Regions from separate parts of the Mus musculus genome. Here regions 1, 3 and 4 are each linked to region 2. The links are chromatin contacts, called in public ChIA-PET, Hi-C and HiChIP or PLAC-seq maps. All regions are on one chromosome and are shown on one strand. The core of a region is the stretch at or near the end of the contact, and the rest is flanking DNA. Distances in the headings are between cores, read along the strand shown.

What was found. Hi-C and Micro-C count contacts between places; a contact is called where the count stands out from the background. ChIA-PET counts read pairs in DNA pulled down with a chosen protein or histone mark. HiChIP or PLAC-seq counts read pairs in DNA pulled down with a chosen protein or histone mark.
Region 1: a Hi-C map of the G1E-ER4 cell line shows a contact between it and region 2, with 2.3 times the contacts expected there. The contact joins two enhancer-like sites. A contact is called at or near these places in 6 of 484 Hi-C or Micro-C datasets (the G1E-ER4 cell line, bone marrow-derived macrophages, embryonic fibroblasts and 2 more), 6 of 115 datasets of contacts at active chromatin or transcription factors (CD8 T cells, embryonic fibroblasts, embryonic stem cells and 1 more) and 1 of 9 other capture datasets (embryonic stem cells).
Region 3: an RNA polymerase II ChIA-PET map of memory CD8 T cells shows a contact between it and region 2, with 24 read pairs. The contact joins the promoter of Myb here to the enhancer-like site in region 2. A contact is called at or near these places in 1 of 39 promoter capture datasets (pre-B cells) and 2 of 115 datasets of contacts at active chromatin or transcription factors (large pre-B cells and memory CD8 T cells).
Region 4: a BATF HiChIP or PLAC-seq map of CD8 T cells shows a contact between it and region 2, with 6 read pairs. The contact joins two enhancer-like sites. A contact is called at or near these places in 1 of 15 datasets of contacts at CTCF or cohesin (the NIH/3T3 cell line), 3 of 484 Hi-C or Micro-C datasets (CD8 T cells, bone marrow-derived macrophages and nephron progenitors), 10 of 115 datasets of contacts at active chromatin or transcription factors (CD8 T cells, double positive thymocytes, embryonic basal ganglia and 3 more) and 3 of 9 other capture datasets (adipose tissue, liver and pancreatic islet).

What each region holds. Positions count from the first base shown.
Region 1 is chr10:21,836,895-21,841,713 of GRCm38.p6, reverse strand. All of the region lies in intron 3 of Platr6 (a long non-coding RNA gene), which reads left to right. Among named protein-coding and RNA genes, the nearest start is that of Platr6, 19 kb to the left of the region's middle. Within about 2 kb of position 2,238, at least 53 of the 459 cell types and tissues checked have an H3K27ac peak or open chromatin away from gene starts, as enhancers often do. A contact at or near this core is called in the G1E-ER4 cell line, where this site is marked.
Region 2 is chr10:21,476,829-21,480,987 of GRCm38.p6, reverse strand. No RefSeq gene overlaps it. Among named protein-coding and RNA genes, the nearest start is that of Gm33892, 93 kb to the left of the region's middle. Within about 2 kb of position 1,392, at least 46 of the 459 cell types and tissues checked have an H3K27ac peak or open chromatin away from gene starts, as enhancers often do. A contact at or near this core is called in CD8 T cells, the G1E-ER4 cell line and memory CD8 T cells, where this site is marked.
Region 3 is chr10:21,158,760-21,163,093 of GRCm38.p6, reverse strand. Myb (myeloblastosis oncogene) reads left to right here and starts at 2,110. Exons shown (of 16, transcript NM_001198914.1): 1 at 2,110-2,398. The coding sequence starts at 2,376.
Region 4 is chr10:21,972,973-21,977,207 of GRCm38.p6, reverse strand. All of the region lies in intron 3 of Sgk1 (serum/glucocorticoid regulated kinase 1), which reads right to left. Among named protein-coding and RNA genes, the nearest start is that of Gm34267, 84 kb to the left of the region's middle. Within about 2 kb of position 1,672, at least 27 of the 459 cell types and tissues checked have an H3K27ac peak or open chromatin away from gene starts, as enhancers often do. A contact at or near this core is called in CD8 T cells, where this site is marked.

The sequences.
Region 1 (4,819 bases), core at 989-3,488, 360 kb before region 2:
GCCCCAACAAGTCTTCTCCCCACCCCCGTATGTCACTCTGGTTATCTTTAGGATACCCATCCCCTAGAGTTAGAGCCACTTTCAATTTCATAAGCAAGATGACTGGAAGTAGTTCCTTTATCTGGGCTAGGTTGCCCAAAAATTATGAGGAGACAGACTGACCGGCAACCAGAGGGATGAAGTGTCCTGAAAGAGTGGGAGAGAGTTAGGAATCATTAGACCCAGAGTCCTGAGGGCCTGGCCTCTGTGGCTGCAGTCTTGCTCTTATTCTCTGAGCTTAGTGTTTAGTAGAGCTGGGGAGTATATTCTATCTTCATTTGAAATTAAAAAAAGATGTTTTTAGACTTCCGCCTTACTTTATATGAATGAATGTTTCATATGCATGATACACGTATATGTACCTTATGTGTGTCTTGTGTCCATGGAGGTTGAGAAGAGAAAGTCTGAACCCCGGAACTAGAGTTAGGGATGGTTGTGAGCCATCATGTAGGTGCTGGGACTCGAACTCTGGTCCTTCCCATGAGTGACAAGTGTTCTAAACCACTGAGCCATCTCTTTATCCCCATTATCTACATTTTTTTCTGGTTAATAGTTATGTATTTATATTTCACTCAGGTTCTGTTGTTGTCGTTTATTTGGTTTTGGTTTTGAGACCCAGGCTGGCCTCAAACTTCCAGAGATCAGTCCCAGAGGAACTCATTAGCCAAACAGCCTAGCCAAAACAGCTCCAGGTTTAGGGAGAGACTCTGTTTCAAAAAAGTTAAATAGAAAGAAATAAAGGAAGCTATTGGTTGTTGATGCTTGGTGTACACACACAAGTGAGCTACCTGCACACATACACGAGCATGTAACACACACATACACACAGAAACACATATACAATAAATAAAAACAAAACTTATATTTTAATATTTCAGAATGCTAAAATATCAGTTGGAAGGAAGTTTATACAATTTGCTCTTTTTCTTTCCTTTCTTTTCTTTCTTTTTTCTTTTCTTTTCTTGTTTTTTGTTTGTTTTGTTTTGTTTTGACAAGGTTTCTCTGTGTAGAACTGATTGTCCTAGAACTCACTTTATAGACCAGGCTGGTCTTGAATTCAGAGATTCACTTGTCCAGATATCCCGAGTGCTGGGGTTAAAGCCTTGCACCACCACACTGAGCTTGATTTGATTTTTTTCCTAGTAAACCTTTTCCTCACTTTTGTGTCAAGCCTTGACCACAAGACATTCTTCTCCAAGCTACTGCCACATCCGTGTACTCGAATACACTAGCTGCCCTAACAAAGATCTTCAAACCTGGGGCCTGTGGAGTACAGACAATGTTCCTCAGGTATGGCAGCCAGACATTCAAGACATGGCTGAGCTTGGTAGAGAATGCCTGTAGTCCGGGTACTCAGGAGGCTGAGGCAGGAGGGTGAGGAATTCAGAGCAAGTTCAGGTTGTATGTATAGACATAAAAATAGTACAGATGCAGAAAGGAGTACTATTAGGGAAAGGAAAGAAAAAGAAAAGGGGAAAGGGAAAGGGAAAGGGAAAGGGAAAGGGAAAGGGAAAGGGAAAGGAAAAGGAAAAGGAAAAGGAAAAGGAAAAGGAAAAGGAAAAGGGAAAGGAAGGTGATGTGAGGGAGGGAAGAAGGGGGAAGGATAGTAATGATTGGATGAATACAGCCATAGGATGTAGTGTGCATGTGTGAAAATGTCTTGACACGGTAGCTCACCAGGCCAGTGTCCTGAAGCTTCATTAGTGCAGCTAGTGAAGGCTGTGACTCTTGGGGCTTCACCATGCTCTAGTAAGCAGTCCCATATCCAGAAGAACACAAAGAGCACACAAACTGGAGTTGATGGGTTACTGAAAAGTTTTTTAAAGGACACATGAAGTTGAGTGTATAGGGTAAGGATATAGGGGTGGATGTGGGTGGGGCTAAGGGGAGGAGCTGGATGAGAACATGGTTAAAATACACTGTGTGAAATTCTCAAACAATTAAGAAAAATAGAGATGAAGAAAATACCATACTGAACATTCATTGTTTCATTTAACCAATATACAGTAATAAAAAAGAAAACAAATTTTCAGCGTGTGGTGCAAACGTTATAATCTTGACGTCTCCTCAAAGTTTGACTACAGAGCAGTGTTAATCACAAGTACGCAGTTTACTAGAGAAAATGTGCACACCACACAAAGGTTTCTTTGTTCTGCTCCTTTGGAGTCTGCACTTGGTCGCTGCTCATCACTTATCTCCGCTTAAGGCATTGCGAATTGTCAACATCCATCCCAAATGACTCAACTGATAACAAACGGCAGGCTGGGAACTGTGTGATGACTCAGAGGAGAAGGTGGGGGTCCGTGAGGAGTAGGCTAGCGTGGTGTAGTTGGCATTGGTCGTTTCAGAGTGCAGAGTGGACTCCAGGCCCACAGGAAAAGTCTCCCGACTTGGTTATGTTTGATATCTACAAAGACCTGCTACATCAAACCAAAGCAAAAGCAACTGCCTTGAATCAGTGGCATGAAGAGCTGGCTTAGGCCAAATGAGCAAGGTCTGTTGGCTTTCAATTCTTGTCTAAAACACTCAGCACAAGAGAAGTCAGAGCCAGTGTCAATTAATTGTCTTGGTGAGGATTGGGGTGACCTAAGCATCCCCCTCCTGTTTTGACATCTGCTCCTTCGTGCTAAATTATCAGGAAGTGGTAAGGAGACTTTTTGTTTCCTTTTCTTTTGTTTTGTTAAATTAATAGCTGCCAGATCCTACCAATCTGCAGATTTAATAATCTAACCTGTCACTATTTTTAAATTCTCCCCATTTATTTGTGCCCTAGGTATAATTACAGATTCAGTAGCCGGGTACAGTAGAATACAGAGAAAATATGCACTACTACTCCGGGCTGTCTTTTTCTCCGTTCCAAAGCAGAGGCTAGTTCAGCTCTAGAAGAAACTGTGGGGTCCACTTGTCTACCTTCTTAGGATTTCAGCTCAGCAGGACGGTGGGCAGCTTCTTTGACCTTCTCTTCCTTCTCTCAGGTTCCTGACTTGGAACAGTTTGAGTAGGAAGAGCTCAATACCTGTTTTTCTCTCTCCACCCCTCTCCTTTCTCTCTGCCTGGCTTCATTGATCTCCCTTCTTTCTTCTTTGTTACATCTGCATCTCTGTCTCTAACTCCATCGTCACAGATCTTCCTTTCTGGAACCATCTCTTGAAGGATGTAATAAAGGACAGTCCTCTACCTGTCCTGAGAGTGACCCTTAGGACTTGCACTGAGTCTGGGCTGCCTCTTCAGGTGTAGGAGAATGGCCTTCTTTATCTCTGAGATGCTCTTAGCATTCATTTATCTCTTGGCTACCTCACAAACAACAGCTTCCTATGAGAACATCTTTACCACTGGAGGCTCGGCCACACTCTGGCCTATTCTATAATCTGGTCAGGAACTTTCAGTCTAGAGATGCTTCTCAGAGACCTGTTGAAATGTCTTGATTATCAATCTACATGTTTTTTAATGCTATCCAAAACTGCACTGGTTTGTATTATATAAAACCAACATTTGAAGTCAACCATGATTATGTGTGTGTCTGTTTGTGTGTCTTGTGTGTTTTTAATCAACCTCATTAAGTTAGTCTGGTTTATATGTAGTAATGGGTTTTTAAGCACAAAGTACAAACTGTCTAAATAATGTGCTTATAATCCATATGTTGTTCAAAGAGATCAAAAACTCTAAGAAAATTGCATGTTGTGATAACTTCTCAGATAAGCTGAGAATTGAGACAGAGTGCTTTACTAGGGGTCTGGGGGAAGTTGAGTTTCACAAACAGGAGGTTGTAAGGCTGGGGGTGGGAGTTTTGTAGGCATTTCTGGTTTGTTGGCTCCTAAGCAAGGGAAGCACTTTTAGGAGAGAATAATGCTAGAAAGGCAAAAATAAAAAGCAAAAGAAAAAGGCCACCCCTTTAAAAAATTGCTTAGACATCTTCAAAGCTGGCTTTTCTTTGGCTTCAGCTAAAATGCTTTGAGACACTTTATTAGAAACTAGTCTAGTTTTTACTCATCCTTTTAGGCAAACTAAAGTAAACTTGCTCATTAGCATGCTGAACAGAGCATGCCCAGAAGTGTTAACATCTACCTTTTTTCCCCCCTTGTTCTCTATGACCTTGAACTGAGCATGCCCAGAAGCACATTTTCCACCATCTTTCTTTTATAGCCATGTGATGTTCAATTTTAAGCCTCAAAATTTGCTGACATCTTTCTGTTCTGAATACATGATCTCTGGGTGACCTTGAGTTGAGCTTGCTTTGTACTTTGCTTTGTACTTTCTTGTATAACTATATTCAGGATTCCTACACAAAATCCTAAGGTTTCCTCTTGATGGGAAAAGCATTGCTTGCAAATTATCTCAATATTCCCTTTGCCTAATGCAGTTTGTAAGTCTTCCTCTACTCTTTTATCTCTTAGTTTCGGCTTTGCATTCATAAGATTAAGAGCCCTTGCTGGGCAGTGGTGGCACATACCTTTAATCCCAGCACTCAGGAGGCAGAGGCAGGCAGATTTCTGAGTTCGAGGCCAGCCTGGTCTACAGAGTGAGTTCCAGGACAGCCAGGGCTACACAGAGAAACCCTGTTTCAAGAAAACAACAAAAAAAGGAGGGGAGGTAGGAGGAGGAGGAGAAAGAGGGTGAGGAAGAAGAGGGAGAGGGAGAGGAAGAAGAAGAAGAGAAGGAGAAATCATTGCATTTGGTTACAAATGGTTAATAATAAAGCCATAACTAAAAGATCCCTGTTCACTTTTCAAAGGCAGCTGAGATGATAGTCATTGTCCTTATGCTTCAAGTATTACAAATC
Region 2 (4,159 bases), core at 143-2,642:
TGAAACTCTAAACCCATAAGCCAGCCCCAATTAAATGTCTTCCTTTATAAGAGTTGCCTTGGTCATGGTGTCTCTTCACAGCAATAAAACCCAATTTAAGACATCGTCTTAAGCAAAATAAAACAGGTTTGTACACAGAGCACAAAGGGGGTACATACTGTATCCTCTCTCAAGACTCTAGGCCATTGTGGAAGAGGAGGTGAAGAGTGTAATAGACAAAAGTGGAGGATGGCTACCAGAAAATATACAGCAGGTAGTTGCACATATGAAGTCACAGATATTGTGACCGCATGCACAAGACCTGTGCAAGTGCAAGCCAGACCAAGTTTCAGCATGGAGAGGGAAGTGAAGCACACAATCCCAGCCCTAGCTGTGGAGCAAATGGCAGTAGTTAGCAGCTGGGAGAGGAAGAGACAGTTTTCTCCGAGAGTGAATCCTCCTGATGATTGAAAATGTCCCCCATGCAATGCCAGGAATATTTGGGCAGCTCAAATTGGTCCTGAAGGTTGTTTTTGTTTTTGTGTTTTGTTTTGTTTTGTTTTGTTTTGTTTTGTTTTAAGAATATGAAGTTAGGTGGGAAGAGAATTGGGGTGGATCTAAGAAAAGCTGGGTGATGAGAAAGATTAAAATTCACGTTGTACCAACTCTCGATTCTCAGAGAACTAATAAAAATAAGAGAATGCAAACATCCCTGCTGGTCCTCCTTCTCTCCTCACCTCACTTGGAAAGCACTAGTTGGACAGCATTATTAGCTGAGTCGAATCCTTGAAAATCCATGTGCTGTACAAGAACTCATAGTGGCTACAAGCACAAGACCACAAGACTTGTACAAGAACAATCCGGCATGGATAAGGGGAAGGCTTGTCAAGCCCCACTCTTTCTCAGAAATTCTAAGCCATTGATGGATGCTGAGAGACGGGGAGTACTAAATAGACTCCATGGGGAGAGGGGCATGAAATCATGAATGAAATGTTGCAGGGGTAATGGGAGAAATTGGGGGAGGAGAGAAGGAGGACAGATTTGATCCAAACGTATTATATGTGTGTATGAATATTAAATAACTTTAAAGAAAGAAAATCAGTATACTAATCCTTATCCCCCATGTATCTCAGAATGTGGTCATGGGAATCAGCCTTTGCACATTAAAAGATGAGATCCTGTGGGAGTAGCGTGCGCCCATAACCAAGCATGGTGGATGTATTTAAAGGAGAAAGAAACTTTGACACAGACCTCCACATGAAAACAAGTCCGGAGTGGAAGACACTCCTCTGAGTCAGGAGTTACAAGGATAACCACAAATTATCAGAAGCCAGGCAGCAGCTGTGGTACAGACCTTCCTCACAAGTCTCTCCACACAATGAGATAGTAACTACATTTCTGTTGTTTAAGCTGTGCAGTGTGTGGTTTATCACACCACGCTTAGAAGCTAACACAGGAAGTACTTGGGTGGTTAGAATCCTCGTTACCATCTGAAGCAAAGGATGAAAACATAAAAAAATTTCATCACTACCAAATTTTTAAAAACAACTGGGGAGCACACTGAGAAATTACAAGCATCTCTATAGTCAATGGACTCAGACAGCTAGTGCTCAGGTCAGACTTGTGGTTTAAGCTCTGAGGAAAACATACCAGAAGAAAGAAAGGAAAGGAGAGAGTGTAGGAGGGAGTGAGGGACGGAGGGGGATAGGAAGGGGAAGGGGAAATAGAAATCAAGCAGGAAATGATATATATTACCATTAATCTTTTTCTTCCTAATATTTACTCTCTATATACTAGAAATGCATGCACACTCCTAGTGTGATGCCCTGGTATCCCTGGGCTTCCAGGATTGTGGCCTTCCTCCTTTCCTCCTGCTGTCTACTCAACCATGAAGAAGCAGCCATATCTTGGTTACATAGCTGATGTCAGATGATGAAGACGTTCCCAAAAGAACTTCACCTCAACATACAGTTTTATGAACACCATGCTTGTTGAATTAAAAATATTTCAGAGCATGAAGGGTTCCTGAGACATGTGTCATGTCCTCCCTTAGACACATATAGGTCACAGCCTTAGCCTCATGTCCACAAGTCTGGTTGGCAAGTACTTTGGGATTATTTACCCTCAAATAATACTCTTACTTTCCAAATTGTAATAAAAAACGTTTGTAAAGCCACCATTTCGTGCATATTTTAATTATTCACATTATATAATCTGTTTTGGGTTTACATCCTTGACTTTTATGAAGCAAGGATCAGATGTGTGACCATTAAAATCATCTAAGAGTGTAAACAGATTGTGTCAACGTGACTAATGCTCAACCAATTTTGTAACATTTCCGAATGTTTTGGAATATTTGATAACTTAATCCACCAAAGATCCATATATATTTTCTTTCATTTTGTTGTTTCATGCTGTGTTTTAAAGGCAGTCAACAGGAACTCTTCACTACAGGAATCTACAGAATTGACGATTTGGTCTCAAGTGGAGGCACAGAGGGGAGGTTGTATAAACCTTGGAACTTGGCTTCAAGTCTGACGTCACAACCATGACAAGACTTCAGTCCAGAACACTGCACTTGTACACAGTATGCTTCCTTGTGCAAGAACAATTCAACAGAACAGTCGATAACAGAACAATCTACAGAAACAATTTGGAATTATGCCACAGATTGAACATGCCATCTACCAAACAAAGCAAGCCTCCCCGTGGAGGAACGCAGGCCATTTGTATATGAGGACAGTTAAATCAAACATAATTACACTCTTTTTCACTGTGACTGATTCATCATTGCTTATCTACAAAGCCACAGGACAGCCATGGAGAAATTCTGTTATGTATTATTACCCAGATGGTTTTATGGGGAAAGATGAAGCCAGATTCCTTGGTTCCAGTCCAATTTGTGATCTGGGTTGGTTCAAGATGGTTAGAAGTATCTACAGCATGGCCTTCATCTTTTCAGCCTCAACTCCCACAGCAAAACCCTCCTCCTCTAAACTAAGGATTCTTTTAAAAAGAAAAATATGCACAAATATTTCCTGTGGAGCTCCCAGGAACCAGGAACTGATCTGTGTCTAAAAGATCAGAGGGGACCAGTGTGGGCATTTCTCCATGGTGTTTTCCTCCTGGTGAGAGGTATGTCACCAGTAAATGTATGGTGTGTGTTTGGCAGGGGTGATCGTCTGTACACCACAGTTCCTGTGTGGAATTGTCACTGCTAGCTGCCTCCCTTGTACTGAGCAGAGTCCATCTGAGTAACCCTTTGCAACATACTGTGAATGCAAGTGGCATGTGCAAATTCCAACAAGCATTTTAAAAACCTGGTTGCTCTCTTATTATTCTTTCCCTGCTTCCTCCCCAGTACAGAGAATATGGGTGCCTGAATCCCAGGCAAAGGAAACCCGTCACCAGCCAGCAATGAACTGTTAAAGAAACATGTAAAAACCATGAGATGCATTCGCTCACAGAAACACATGGATGCTCATGCTTACTGGGTTAGTCATCAAGCAACATTGTATAGCGGATGACCATCACCACCATGGAGAACAAACAACAGGACACAGGAAACAAGGAGTGTTACAGGTGGAAATTATTCACCGGAATGGAGTACTCAAGGAAGACCTCTCATCTAGTAGCATGAGCAGTGGAATGAAGTAGCAGAAAGACCATATTAGTACACCCAAAGAATGCTGGTAAGGCCAAGATGGGACCTTGTGGAACTAAACTTAGGTCTTCTGAAAGGACACAAAGTACTCTTGACTGGTGGAACATCTCTGCAGTCCTCTTATTGTAACCTTTTCATGTGCACACACGGCTGTGCTTTGATCTAGTTCATCTCCCCTTACTATCCTTTCTGTGATCCTCGTTTCTTCTCCCCATGGTCATCTTCTTCACAAACACAGCTCCCCTCTCTGCTGGCTTTTTTTTTTTAAAGATGTGTCTTAAGTAACAGAGTAATAGGGACAGGGTCAAGGCAGTGATCATTTTTTGTTAAGACTGGACGTATATTTCATGTAGACGGCAGTGGCTCAGAGGAACATGAAGGATGGAGAAGAAAGAGAAGTCTATACAGGCTCCCCTTCCAAGGGAAAGACAACAGCACACAGGTAAAGGAGCTGGCTTTGGATGGGAAATGGGCCACCTCAACAATGGCAGAGAGAGATAAGATGAAGGCTAGGGC
Region 3 (4,334 bases), core at 861-3,360, 320 kb after region 2:
CTCCACACTTATTACTTTGACACATACGAGGGGGGAATATAAGACTGTATAGCAAAATAACTTGGAGAAATAAGAATATTATGAATTCCCAAGCCATGTACATACCAATGTACAAAACCACTAAAGAAATGATAAGTGTTTTTCTACTTAAAAGTTCTTCCTTTTCTTTTTTAAGAATCATAAAACATAACTGTACCTCTTCAGAACTCTGTGAAGGAGGCTGTGAGATCAATCATCTTAGCAAGGATTCAAGAGGCTCAGGAATGGAAACCCTTCCATTTAGATGCACAGAGTAACACCCAGACAGACTGCTGTCCCTTGAGAGGTGAGTCCTTCCTAGATGTTTGTCATAGACTTGGTAAGTACTTATTGTTAGTGCACAGAAAGTTCATTACAGACTCTACACATAAGTATTGGCTTCAAATGTGTATTAAGTTGCAAGAGACTTGTAACCATGCAGCAGTGTGTCACAGTAACTTTCTGCTTTCTTCTTATTTTAAAGAAACTGTTGTAAACCCTTAGGAGCATGCTCTGAAATGTCTTCATAAAGATTAAACGATATAGCTAATTTTAAGAAGCATCGTTTCAAACACCAGATAAAGTCTTGAAACTCAGCTTGCTTCAACAATTTAATAAAATTATGACTCATTTCAGTAAGAACATGCTTTTTTAGTAAGAAAAAAAAAGCTTTCTGAGCTATGTTTGAACCCCTAAAGCACTTGGGACACTCACACACCCAGTCAGCACAAGTCTTGAACTCCTAAAAGATTAAAGGCAAAATAAATTGGTGTGTATTGAGAATGAAAAGAAAAATCCCCAAGGGTACTGATTTATAAACAGAAGTAACACTGAAAGTCCCCTGAAATCCCCCAATCACCAATCCTTATAAATTCAGCACTTTGCACATCGCTCCTTTGGGAACCTGTAGTTAAAGTTACAGGGATACCTTCGCTGACTTGTGGCTGGTAAACTCTTCAAATTACACCCAACAGGGTCCTTACTGTTTAGCTCAATGGTTCTCAGCCTTCCTTTAAAGGGTCTCAGCTGCGACCCTTTAATACAAGTTTCTCATGTGGTGGCCCCAAACATAAAATTATTTTCATCAGTATTTTATAACTGTAATCTTGCTACTTATGAATCATAATGTAGAGATCAGATATATATCAAACGTACAAGATAACAGTCGAGCAATCCCAAGTGGGTCGGGACCCACAGGTTGAGAACCAGTGGTATGGGTTTGGTTTAAAAAAAAAATGAATCAGGAGTGCACAAGTTCCTGAGAACTGCTAGGGGTTGTTTGTTTGGGATCCAGTAGGTTTGTCCAGCAAGTGTTTGACGCAGGACCCAGGACCCGAGCGCACTCTGCAGAGGCAGAAGTGCGTGGTAGGCACCTCCTAGGGTGGGTGGGCCCGGCGTGTGTCTAAGTGAGGGAGGAAGGGCTTATGACAAAAAGCCGGTGGTGTGTGGGCTGCAGGATCTGGGAGGAGATTGAAAAATGAGCCCGGGGCTCGATCTGTCAAAGGCTGTAGCCACAGGGCTGACTGTATTTAAGTATCCTTTGTCGCTTACCAGTGAATTAAAGATGTCCCTTTAAAATTAAAACATGAAAAACTGGACCTAGTCAAAAATCGTTGGGGGTTGGGGAAGTACGCTCACTCTATTCAACCGATCATCCCTCACACTCTCTGCTCCCGGGTGTGTTGAAGTCGGGGCGCAGTTGAAACCCTGAAGGCAGAAGTGTGTCACCCAACCCCATCGAGGTGCCCTTGAATGGAAGCGCTGCTGATTCGGGCTCGGGAGCCCCGGAGCCTACGGAGAGGAGCGACCGCGTAGCCCCGAAAGCGGTAACAGCGGGACCCGGTGTGAGCCGGCGCCACCCGGCCACGGAGCGGGGTTTGCGCAGGAAAAGGCGCCACCGCGGCCCCGGCCGCCCCTCCCCAGCCCGGGCTCCCCGCCCGCCCGCCGTCCCGGCCGCGCTGCGCGCCAGGAGCAGCTCCGCGGCGCGAGAGGCGAATGGGAGCGGCGGCCAGGCGGGCTGCAGCTCGGGCGACCGCGGAGGCGGCGGGCAGGGCGCGTGCGCACTGCAGGGGCGCCAGATTTGGCGGGAGGGGGAGTGTCCAAACCTCTTTGTTTGATGGCATCTGTTTACAGAGTTACACTTTAATATCAACCTGTTTCCTCCTCCTCCTTCTCCTCCTTCTCCTCCTCCTCCTCGGTGACCTCCTTCTCCTCCCCTTTCTCCGGAGAAACTTCGCCCCGGCGGTGCGGAGCGCCGCTGCGCAGCCGGGGGAGGACGCAGGCAAGGCGGAGGGCAGCGGGAGGCGGCAACCGGTGCGGTCCCCGGGGCTCTTGGCGGAGCCCCGGCCCGCCTCGCCATGGCCCGGAGACCCCGACACAGGTAATGGGGAGGCTGAGAGGGCGGCCTCGGGCTAGGGCGCGCGGGGATCCAGGCATCCCGGAGCAGGTGGGAATGCCTTCCCTGTTGGTTTGCGGGGCTGTCAGCCAGTGGCAGAAGACACTCGGGAGAAGGATGAATGGAAAACTCTGCGAGAAGCGCACGGGTATAGTGGGAAGCATGCCCTGAGGCTCTTTTTTATTTTATTTCCCTTTTTCTTTCTTTTTTCTTTTTCTTTTTGCAAGTTGCTCGGGGATTCGTTTCTCTTTGGGGGGTGGGGTGGGGGGGGGGCTCGGCACTCTTCAGCCGAGGACTGAACGGTTCCATCAGACCCGAGGAGCCCACCAGGTGTTTGGCTTGATGCCCCGAGTGTCGGCGAGGGAGTCGCAGCCTAATTGCTGCATGCATTGAGGTGTGTTTGCACTTGAAGAGCATATGGCAGATATAGGGAAAGGCCGGGTTGTTTAGTAGCTGCAGGTAGTTCATTTAAATTTCATTCATTCATTATGGAGGCGAGAGAGGTGTCAGCTGACAGGCAGGCAGCTGCAAAGATTTTAGGGGGACAAAATGGGTTTGCAGATTGTTTTAAACCCAGCCGTTTGAAGATTCTTGTACTTGTTATGGAAGAAGCTTTTGCAAACACTGCACGCGCCCGCGTCGCACATGTCACCGCACCGGCCGAGATGATGCGTGCACTCTCTTTCCATTTTGGCCCCACCTTCGGGAAGAGGGATCCTCTCGGAACTGTCAGTTGCTGGCGCTCAAGTCCGGCCCGACTCGGGGTTTCCCGAGGACACGCCGGGGCTCCCAGAGAGCAACAGATGCGGGGCTTAGCTCGGTGGCGGTCGCCACTCGGCGCAAAGTGCTGGAGGCAGGCGGCACCCAAGGCAGCTGCAGTGCACCCCGGGCGATGTCGCCGCTCTTCTCCTGGGCCGCGCACACGTGGAAGCAGCTGAGGTCGCCGCTGCTCCCAGCACTCTGCTCCAGCTGCTTTTGGTGGCCCGCCTCTGGCAAAGCCACCGACCGACCGACCCTAAGGAAGATTCGGGGGGGGGGGGGGGAGTCCGCGGAGACACAGTCTATCCGCGCCCGCCTTTCCACTCGTGGTTTGATTTTCGCTAAACAATCTGTTCTCTCTCTTTCTTTCCTTTCTTTCTTTCTTTCTTTCTTTCTTTCTTTCTTTCTTTCTTTCTTTTTTTTTGGGGGGGGGGGGGAGCCATCAGGACCTGGCCATGCAGGGCGCGGGCTCTGGGAAGTTGCAGGAGCGTGGGCGTGGGCCCTGCCGCGCACCCTCGGGATGGGCCAGGCGGGGAGCGGCAACCGCTGGGCATCGGAACAAGAAGGGGGTGAATTGGGGAGACCTTGAATCTTGGCTCCCAGTGCCTGGCCCCGGGCCTGCCGCGCCAGCCTAAGTGCCACCCTTTAAGAGGTTTCGCCTTTCGCTTTTGGGACCTAAACCGCCCGCACCCAGGTCACCTGTTCTGCAGAAAGCTGAAACCTGCAGCAGGAGGAGGGAGTTAGGAAGGGGTGCTCCCAGGAGGTGCGGCCCAAGCTGGCCGCCCCAAGGTTCAGTCGGGGCGTGGCCGCGCAGGTTCCCTGGGGCTCGCAGGTAGCCCGGAGCGGAGGCGGCAGGGAGGGGCGGGAGCCTTGAACTTGACTCAGGGGGAAGAGAAACCCGGCTGCGGGCTCGGAGCCGTTTCTTGCAGGGCTAGCGTCAACTCGGCAGGGATTATTAACCAGGTCAGCGAAATGACTCTGAACCCCTTTTCTAGAATCACGTAGCGGCCACAGGCACTTCCTCCGGTCCCCCTCCCTCTTCCCAACCCCCCAGTGTTCTTTTTCGTTTCTTTGCACGGTTTGTTTCCTTGATAGAATGTAACATTCATAGTTGTACTCTTGTAACCACACCGGCTCTCGCAGGTGGAGCAGTCGAGAGCAT
Region 4 (4,235 bases), core at 423-2,922, 500 kb before region 2:
GCCCAGAACCCAACACTCCCTATTAAGGATGCTAAAAAGTCAAGAAAAATGTGTTCCTGTCTTTCTGGTTCTGGTAGCCAAGAGTACACGGAAGAATATGGGGTTCCACATGCAAGGAATAATGTGGGAGAGGTTGCTTCAGTCCAAAGGAAAACCTAGAATCTGAGTTTACAACCTTCCCCTGTCAATTCCTTGTTTAACAGCTTAAACATTAAAAGCCAAAACAAAAAAACAAAGTGAGCTATTTTATCTAAATGAACAGGCAACACCTAGTGTGATCTCCGGCTGCAGGACTTGGGTCCCACAGCATGTGTCACAGTGTGCCTGTCTGTGTCTCCAGGATCCTTGTCACTCTTGTGTTTGGAGCCCTAGATAATAAGGCTCAATAAATGATGAAACTTTAAATTTCAAGAGAAAAACCCCACTAAAGGTCCAGTAAGGAACAACATAGTGAAAGCATCAATAAAGCAAAGTATAGGGCTCTTTTGCTCACAGCAAAGGGAAATGTGGGAACTGTCCTATAAAAGCACAATTCTTCCTCCACACATACACACTGCCCACTAAGAACATGTTGCACCATTAACTCTGTTGCATTACCTCCTTGAATACATGCATTGCTCACAGTCTATTATTACAGTTCCGTTCTTGCTAGTGGAAGAAATGAAATCACCCAGGGGGTAGATAGTGGCAGGAAGCTGCTGAGGCGGAAGTCCGGAATCTGTGGCAGAGGCAGGAGGTCTTATTCTCAAGTTCACCACTTGAACCACAGCAAGTAATGCAGAACTCAACTTGGCTGCTTCCTGCTACTCTGGGCATGGCCCACTGAAAGAGACATGCTTCAGGAAAAGGAGAGTGCCTGTGGCTAGCAGTTTCCAAATGTACCATGTTATCTGAACGTGCCAGCCCATGCCTGTAATGCCAGTACTTGGAAGACTGAGGCTGGAGATCGTCATGACTTTGGATCAGTTTGAGACCTTGGATGACAGTAGGACCTTGTCTTACAGGCACACACACACACACACACACACACACACACACACACACACACACACACACACTCGCACGCAGGTGGAAGTGATGGATGTCTGTTTTGAAACGTTTGAGTCATAGAAATAGATGGTATAGGAGCAGCATATGAAAAGTGGAACACACCTCTGTCCTTCTGATGGATTTTCTTCACAAAATCTTCAAAATGAAGCACACTCCTCCACTTCAAGTTTTGGTGAAGGCTAACCAAATTAATTTGTCCAACATACGTTTAGTTGTGCCTGTGCCATATGCAAAGAACTCTTAGGAACTGAATACCCTGGGGATTATCTTAAAGGGAAGTGGGAGATAGCTAAAAACTTGGTGATTCTAACTTAAGACGTCCATCTTTCCTCCCCTCTCTTTTCATGATGCTTTGTTGTACTTGGCAAAGGGAACACTGAGTTTGCAAGGAGCCTTTCACTTGTCAGCGTTAAAAAACTCCCCGTTATGCATTAAGTTAATCAATCAAGACTATCAGCGGCTATTGTCATATTGAGGTCATCGGTGGTCAAATTTCAACTTCTACAAAGCAAAGTAGTCTGAATCAGAGTTGATAAGAGAACTGATTTTGTGGCTGAGGTATGCTCCGCCTCCTGTGTGTGATAGGGTGTTGACAGCTCCCGGTGTGTGGGGCTCACACAGGAAGCCACACCTGTGAGCCCCAGAGTGTCATAGCTACAGAGTGCTTGGGAGCTGCTGTCTGCACTCTGCAGTCCACCCCACATTCTTCTCTAGATTTTTCCATTCTTTCCACCCCCTCTTCAACAGTGTTCCCTGTACTGTGAAGGGCATGTTAGAGACACCCCATTACAGCTGGGCATTCAACATTCATTTATATGTGTACCTTGACCAGTCACCGCTGATCACTGCAGAACAGAACCTCTCTGACCAATGCCAATAGTAGTAGCACTCTATGGCCACAAACACAGTTATAGAGAAGGCAATTTGGGAGGCATATCATGTCCACTTAGAAAATATAAAAACTCTCTCACTAGGCCAAATAACCTCACAAGCCACAGGCTTTCAACTAGGTTTATAATACCAGAAGTCAGTTTCTTCTTATGGACCCAGGACCAAATCCAATCAAAGAACAGCTGGTTACCCCCATAACAAACCTGACTAACACATTGCACCAGCAGGCTCACCTTGAACAACGCGTCCACAGCTGAGTAAGACTTACTGAGAATCCTCCCCTGGCAGCCTGCATAGCACCTTCTGGAATTCTGAGGGCTGACCAGCAAGGAGGAAAATTCCAGTCCAGTTCCAGCTTGACTTTCCCTGTCCTATGATCAAGGCATGTGGTGTCTTATCAATGGGGTATTACCGTCTAGTTCTGGTCAGCAAATAGCAGCTTGGACAGTTGCCTGTGTTACTTTGGGCTCTGCAAGGTCTTTCCTGGCTAATAACTTATAGCAAGGCAGCCCACATCTGGAACTGAGATTTCCATTTAATAATACATTAATTTTTTTCCATCTATACAAAGTAACTCGATGCACTCTTTTTGAGGAACTTTATTGTTTGATTTAATTACCAAGTGTATTTTTTTCTGGTTTTTCTTACACATCACTACTGTGGATTACGTCTCTCCTCTACACCCCCCCCCCATCACCCTGGCTCCCCTTCCCAACGCGTTCCCTCCCACCCAGGGGGCCCCTCTTCCATTTTCATGTCACATTTATTCTACAGCCAACACAGACACATACATACACACATACTATCACACATGGAAGCACACACGTAACCACACAGAGACACACAAACATAGAAACACATGCAAACCACACACATAGAATTCTGAAACAAAATAGAACATTAACTTTTCTCCTCAGGAAAAAAATACCCTCAGTTTTGACTGTGGCTCTTAAATTTTCCCTTCAAAATAATCTAGCTGTGCCCAGAAGTTTATGTCTATAATCCCAGAGATTGGGAAGCCTACACAGGACAATGGCCGGGCGTTTGAACATAGCCTGGATGACACAACAACACCCTGTCTCAAACAGCAAACAAATGAGCACTCGAAACTAAATCTAGACATTTTGACAGATGTAAGGGTTAAAGCAGCTTGTGATAAGCAGACTTGAAGAAATGCAGGAAGAGTTTCAGGGAGCCATTCTCTTACCTGGCAAGCAAGTGCCCGGATAAAAGTGTGGTCCTCAAGGCTGCTCTATGGTTTGATCATTGCCTATCGTCACTGGCTTCTCAGCACAGAGAACGCTATCATAGTTGCCAATAGTAGCACTGGGGAAAGCACACTGTGAACTTGGAGGGAGACTCACTCTGTGTCGAAATCCTAATTTATAGTCTATTCCAGACCACAGGGCCGGCAACTTAAAACCAATGTGTACAAAAAAAGCAAATGGTGCGCACAAGTTTCAGTCTACCGTGACAGCAGAAAGGAGTTTGAACTTGTGTAGCCTGTTCGCTCGTCTGAGTGAATGCTGAGAAGGTGTGAAGGACTCCAGCCCCAGAGAAGAGGGTGGACTTGAAAGCGGGCTGATTCGATTCTTCATTTCTACTCCTCTTTCTCCCTCTCCCTCCCTCCCCTTCTACCGTCTTCCCATCCTTCCTTCTTCCTGAGATGATTTGCTCTTACCATGAGGTCACGCTGCCCTCAAGCTTGTGGTAACTGACCCCCTGCCTGCAGGGATTACCACATGACCCTCAACATGTGGCTCTCTTCCTTACACTCCGTGTGAAGACTGAAGCACTTATAAATCCTAAACGTAACACCGAGACAAAACAGTACGTTTGTGTCTCTCCAGCAGCTGCACATGGCAGAGAACATGCCAGTCTTCCTCTCGCAAAGAATGCTGGGCGGGAAAATGTTCCTACCAGACTTCAGGGTGAGCTGATCCTCAGAAACTCATTATTCTTTATAAAATAATATTTGAATGGGTGTGGTGACACACGCCTTTATTCCCAGCACTTGAGAGGCAGAGACAGGCGTATCTCTTGAGTTGGCAGCAACTGTTCTATATAGCAATTTCCAGAACAGGACTACACAGAGAAACCCTGTCTGGGTAACAAACAAACAAGAGACTATGTAGTTTATTTAGGCTTATTGTATCTGTGACGGCTACTCTTGGTTGTCAACTTGACTACATCTGGGATGAACTGCAATTCAGAAATGAAGGGCACACCGGTGAAATATTTTTGCTTTGTTTGAAGTGGTTGGATCCACGTCTTGTCTAGATATCTAAGGTAGG